2 separate regions of the Sus scrofa genome follow, and region 1 is linked to region 2. Evidence: chromatin contacts called from public Hi-C data. All regions are on one chromosome and are shown on one strand. The core of a region is the stretch at or near the end of the contact, and the rest is flanking DNA. Distances in the headings are between cores, read along the strand shown.

Region 1 (2,980 bases), core at 283-2,782, 41 kb before region 2:
TACACCACAGCCACAGCCACGCTAGATCAAGCCACATCTGCAACCTCCACCAAAGTTTGCAGCATCGTAGGATCCTTACTTAGCCCACTGAGCGGGGCCAGGGATCGAACCTTTTTCCTCATGGAAACTAGTCAGGTTCTTAATGCATTGAGCCACAATGGGAACTCCAAGCGGGAGGGAACTTTCAGGCCAGCAAAGAGGGAAATCATCAGAAAGGTTGAACAGTGGCCCCAGCACCCTCTCACACGTGGCATAGAGTGGGGTACAGGGCTCTGGGGCCAAGCTGAGTTCAAGGCCCCCTCCCCCTGGCCGCCAGCTGTACCATCTTGAGCAAGACCCACTCCCCCTTCACCTTTTTCCTTTTCTGTTAAAGTGGACACGCTAAGAGCACCTGCTTCACTGGGTGCTGGGGGAAGTGAATTACCCAGAACTAGAGGTCAGCGCTTCCCTTAGCATGTGCTCCATGAACAGCAGCCCACCTTCCCTGCTTGGCACCCTCCACACCTGGAAAAAAGCTAAGCAGAGACCTAAATGCACCCCGAGTGTTGGGCCTTGAGAGCCCTTTGGGAGGAGGCTCCCTCCATCACCAAAAAGAACACGGTCCACCTCCATCCCGTGACGATCTTAAATCCTCAAGGTTGAGAGGAGGATGCTGATTTTTTACATCAACTGCATCAGGAAATAATTAATATAAAACCTAAGGGACCCATGTTATCCATTTAAAGCATATCTTTCTGGAGTGCCCTGGTGGCCTGGCATTGTCACTGCTGTAGCTTGGGTTCGATCCTGGGCCCCAGAATTTCTGCCTGCCGCATAGGCAGGCAAAAAATAAATAAAAGTATCTTTCCATGAGTTTTGACAAATATACACCCTGTGTAGCCACCGCCCAATCAGAATGCAGTACATCCCCATCACCCCCAAAATCTCCCTCGCGTCCCTCACCTGTCACGCCCACCCCCTGGCCCCCAGCCACCACGAATCTGATTTATCACTGTCGCTCGCTTTTGCCTCTTCTGGAATTTCATATAAGTGAAACTAGACAGCATGTATCCTTTTGTGCTTGGGACCCTCCCCAGCAGGGACACCTGTCCCCCAGAAGCCAGGATCCGGCAAAGGATCTGGGATGCTCGTGACGGCATTTCCCACCTGGGCTTGATGGCAACTCCTGGTTGGCTTCGCTGGGATTCTCAGCTCATTGAGTCCCCAGGGCCCAGTTTTGTGCCTGAGACCAGAGGTGAGGCCATGCCCTAGCCTAGGAGTTAGTAAAATATATGTGTGTGTGTACGGGTGAGTGCATGTGAAAGACAGACAGAGAATGAGTCTGTGTGAGAGAGAGATCAAGGTGAGTGTGCATATGTGTGAGAAAATAAATGTGGGTTGGGAGTGTGTGTATGTGAGCATGAAAGATCACTCCTGCCCAGGCCTGGCAGCTGGACTAACGGTCCATTTCCCCCAGGTCTGGCGGCCTCCTCCAGGCCCCCAGCTGCCCTGATGGGCCAGGCCAGCCCCCCCACGGGAGCCCCCAGCCGCTCCCCACTCGGCTTTCCTTGTATTGTGCGCAGCCTGGTTCCTCGAGGAAATGGGGCGGCTGCTGGGTGCGGGGGCGGCCGCCAGCAGCCCCACCCCCTTCCCCCCATTGTCACTCTTGGCTTTGGCCCCTAGCCCCTGCTGCCGACACTAAAAATAGACTTGTTCACAGGGAGACGGCCGCACCCCTGAACGGGCTTCCAGGCTGGGCGTGAGGTCGGGGTCGCCAGGACAGAGCTGTCCCTGGGAGGCGAGGTGTCCCCATCCAGTGACCGGAGTCAAAGCACATAGGGCCGTGTGACCTCAGGTCACCTTCTTCCCCTCGTGAGCCTCAGTTTTCTCATCCGTCAGATGGGGATAAGGACACCTACCTGCTGGGCTTGCTCTGAGAGTGAAGAGAAGTGTGGTTGTGCCCCGAGGGCTTTGTTCCTGTCCTGCTCGATGCCACCTGAGTATCTGGAGAGCCTGAGGAGGGCAGAACTTGCCCACCTCCTCATCCCGATCTTCAGTGGCTGCCCAGGGCCTCCAGCTTCCCCTTCAGGGGAGCCGAGGGCCTGGAGAGCCCACCTGGGAGTCTAGAGGCATCTGCAGGTGAAGCCATGGGATACCTGGCAGGTGTCATCTCTCTGCGCCTCTGACATCTCTGTGAGCTCACGCCGTGACTTCTGCTGCCCAGGCTGGGACTTGAACCCATGTCTCCAGCCTCTGAAGGCTTGTGTTTTTTCCGCTTTGAGGGGCCGTGTCTGTTCTGATGACTCTGCAGACTTCCTGGCCGGATCACCTTGTCTTTCAGTCCACAAACATGTGATTCATCGTGAAGGAAGACGGGGGCAGTGGGTGTTGAGGCCTGGGCTCCGGGCTGGGAAGCTCCCCTCCAGCCCACGGGGGTGGACAGCTGCCCTCAGCTGCCACCATGGCCACTGAGCTGGGCCTGCAAAGGAGGAGTTATCAGTGTGTCCTTCTGTCTGTCTACCAGTCTACCAAGCTCTTTCTTCCTTTGTGTTTTTTTTTTTTTCTTTAAGCACGAAATATTTCAGACAGCTTCTGCTGTATAATTTTAGAGTCTGACACTCTTAGAATTACTCTTGTCACAGTTGCAATTTGATATTCTGTAACAATCTCTGTCCCCCACTGACCCTTGGCCCTAGGGCAGGGACTGAGACTTTATTATTAATCCATGCATCCCCGAGACAAGTACAGTGGGAGGGTCCTCCCAGGCAGACCTTGTTCTTGTGCAGGTTTGTCTCCATCCACTTGTACCTGGAGATTCGTGGGGCTGTCTTGTCACCTAGTTTTGTTGTAAACCTTGTCCATGGGGTTCAGGTGTGCTACCTGGCTGCCCTGTAGATTTGGATGTGAGGATCTGAGAATATCCCAGAAGCTCAACTCATTTAAAAATGAAAATGGCTTCATATCAAGCAGAGACTTTTAAATTTTTTGTGTCATGGATCCT
Region 2 (3,001 bases), core at 416-2,915:
GACTCAAAGACGGGGGACCCAGAGGCCTGACCCCAATCCCCCCACCCCTTCATTTTCCAAAAGGCCATGTAGGTCAGGGACTCTCAGCCTCAGTTTGTCCGGCTGTAAATGGTAGCTGCTGGAATCCAAAGCTGGCACCGACAAGCCTCCTCACTCTGAGAAAAGCCCAGGCCAGAAGGAGTAAAGGCTTGGGGGTGAAGCAGGCTCCTTGGGGGCTGGGCAGGAGGAGAATGAGCTTTCAGCCAGTAGCGCACCCACCCTCACCTCCAGCAACTGCTACCCAGCCCCCTCCATCCCCTACCAGCCCGGTTCTCATCCTTACTTACAACAGGTCAGGGAAGTTTACCTCCAGCTCTGCCCTGCTGGCTCAACAGTGCCCTTCCCCAACATTCCATCCCTTTAGGGGCTGGGTGTCCTCAGGGACCCCCCCTTCACTCCTGCTGCTCATCAGCTGGGTACCCCCGGATCTTGGTTGGGGGGCTGTGTATTCTTTCTTTTCTTTCTTTCCTTTTCTTTCCTGTCCTGACCTTGAGTCAATCAGAGGATGTGGGACAATTATTTTACTGTACCCGCAGCTCAGGGCAACACATACCCAGCAAACCCAGAGTCTGCATTCTGGCTTCCCAACTGAATACATGTGGGTACCCCGCTAAGCCCCAGATTCTCACGAGTGATAAATCCAGCAGAATGACCTGCCTGATCGGGTTCTCGTGAAGGTAGAAAGAAAGAGGACGAGGAACGCGCCAGGATGTCGAAGCTTTCAGTAAATGATGGCCTTTGTAATGATTCCTCACACACACCTTCAGCTGGAGGAGGGGTTCCTCGATGAGCGCTCGCCATCCTCTCAATCACGCCCCAGCTCTGGGCTTCCCTGTGCCCCTTGTTTGGGGGCCCTTAAGTGAGCGGTTCTGTTTCGCACCAAACCCTGGGCTTGGAAGAACGCACCGCTGACGACTCCACATCGTCCCCCCGCCCCTTCGTTGGGGTTTTGCCCCTCTTTGGCTCCCTAAGCGGCCCGTTCCCTGACCCCGAGGCCGCAGTGCTGGAGGGCCGCGCACTCACCCCCTTGCGCTGGTTGCTGAGGCAGAAGGTGCAGATGGAGCGTGGCTGGCGGCCGCCGTCGGGGGCGGCGGGGACCGCGCTCTTGGCACTGCCAGCCGCACGGAAGCACGGCTGCCCGTCGTCGGCCGCGTCGCCCAGCAGCAGCACGTTGGCCAGATGCGCGATGTAGCTGGACGCCAGGCGCAGCGTCTCGATCTTGGACAGCTTGCGGTCCACCGGCTCGGTGGGGATGAGCGTGCGCAGCGCCGTGAAGGCCGTGTTCACGCTCTGCGTGCGGTCCCGCTCCCGCGCGTTGGCCGCCTGCCGCTGTCGCACCACCACCACCGGGCCCGCGCCGCCGCTCGCCCGCCGCCCGCCCCCGGGGCCCGGGCCGCGGCGCGCCGCCTCCAGGCCCTCGCAGCAGCCGAACGACTGGTCGGAGGCGTCGCTCTCGCTGCGGTTCTCCTCGTCCTCGCTCAGCAGCCTCACGTCCGGGTACAACACGTGCGCACCGACGGGGCGCAGTAGCGCGAACGCCATGGGCGCCCGGCCGCGTCCAGCGATGCGCGGAGTCCCAGCGTTGGCCGCGCCCCGCCGTGCGCTCCCGCGCGCTCCCACGGCCCCTTTGGCCGCCGCCTTATAGCCGAGGGAGGGGCCAGTCCCGGGGCCGCCCCAGTCGGGGCGGAGGGCTCCGTCCCGGCCAATGGGAAGGCCTCCGCCGCGCGCGGGCCAATGGTGACGCGCCCGCCACCCCCGTTCCCTCAGGTTGAAAGAGGCCCGCGAGCCGGTGGCCCGCCCTGAAGGCTCCTGGTCCCCGCGGACGAGCAGAGCAAACGCCAGGGGGTGGGCTCTGCCCAGATCCGGACCCCTTATCCTCAGCTTAGACCACAGGGGGACTGCGGGCCAGTCCCTTCTTCTCCCTTGCCTTGAGTTTGCTCTTTCGGAAAGAGGATTCTAAGAGAAACAAGCTTTTTTTTTTTTTTTTGGTGGTGGTGTCCACGGAGAAGTGTTGGAGAAACACTATCATCTTTCCAAATAAGGACTCAATAGTGTCACATCCCTGACATAAACTTAAAACAAGGAGTCCCCGTCGTCGCACAGTGGAAACGAATCTGACTAGGAACCATGAGGTTGCAGGTTTGGTCCCTGGTCTCATTCAGTGGGTTAAGGATCCGGCGTTGCCGTGAGCTGTGGTGTAGGTTGCAGATGCAGCTGGAATCTGGGGTTGCTGTGGCTCTGGCGTAGGCGGGCAGCTACAGCTCCGATTAGACCCTTAACCTGGGAACCTCCGTATGCCAGGGTGCGGCCCTGAAAAGACAAAACAAACAAAACAAAACACACACACACACACACACACACACAACTGCCAGTGGCTCCATTCATTCAACAAATATTTATTGAGTCGCTGCTAGACGAGGCATGATTTTAGGTGAGAATAGAGATGTGAACACAACAAAACATTTGCCTTCCCATGGTTGACATTTTGGTTGAGGTCCTACCATCAAAATGGTTGTGTCAGACAGAGGTGGTACTTTGCTGATCTTTACTGTGCCAGGCTGAAGTTGTGGGAAAGCACCCATCATTTACAGCTAAGAGAGCTCTGGACTTCAGGGTGAGTGAGGACACTGGGCGCCACTGTTCCTCTTCACTATCACCCCTGTCTTGTCTGCACCCCAATAAAATGCAAGCCTCGCTCCCTCACTCCTCACAATGCCATCCTGGACTGCTGCAGCCTCCCTGGCTCCAAAGCCACACCGTCCCTTTCCCGGTGCTTGAAATGCCAACAACCCACACCCCCAAAAGCCGAGGGGGGAGAATGGGGGGAACTGCCTTCCCTCATTGCCTGACTTCCTCATGGAAAATTTGGATTGTTCAGCCTGACATCTGACATGTCCTCAGAGGCACTGGGAAGAGTTACTGAGCTGATGAAGGCTGCCGGGGTCCCCATGTTCCCCATGCC

Evidence for each region. A called contact is a pair of places that touch in the nucleus more often than the background predicts.
Region 1: a Hi-C map of skeletal muscle shows a contact between it and region 2, with 2.0 times the contacts expected there. The contact joins the enhancer-like site here to the promoter of TCF15 in region 2. A contact is called at or near these places in 6 of 47 Hi-C or Micro-C datasets (fetal heart ventricle, fibroblasts, heart right ventricle and 2 more) and 1 of 2 datasets of contacts at active chromatin or transcription factors (skeletal muscle).

Annotation. Positions count from the first base shown.
Region 1 is chr17:34,666,258-34,669,237 of Sscrofa11.1, reverse strand. All of the region lies in intron 2 of LOC110257457 (a long non-coding RNA gene), which reads left to right. Among named protein-coding and RNA genes, the nearest start is that of CSNK2A1, 25 kb to the left of the region's middle. Within about 2 kb of position 1,532, at least 3 of the 83 cell types and tissues checked have an H3K27ac peak or open chromatin away from gene starts, as enhancers often do. A contact at or near this core is called in skeletal muscle, where this site is marked.
Region 2 is chr17:34,625,346-34,628,346 of Sscrofa11.1, reverse strand. TCF15 (transcription factor 15) reads right to left here and starts at 1,665. Exons shown (of 2, transcript XM_003134358.4): 1 at 1,063-1,665. The coding sequence starts at 1,581.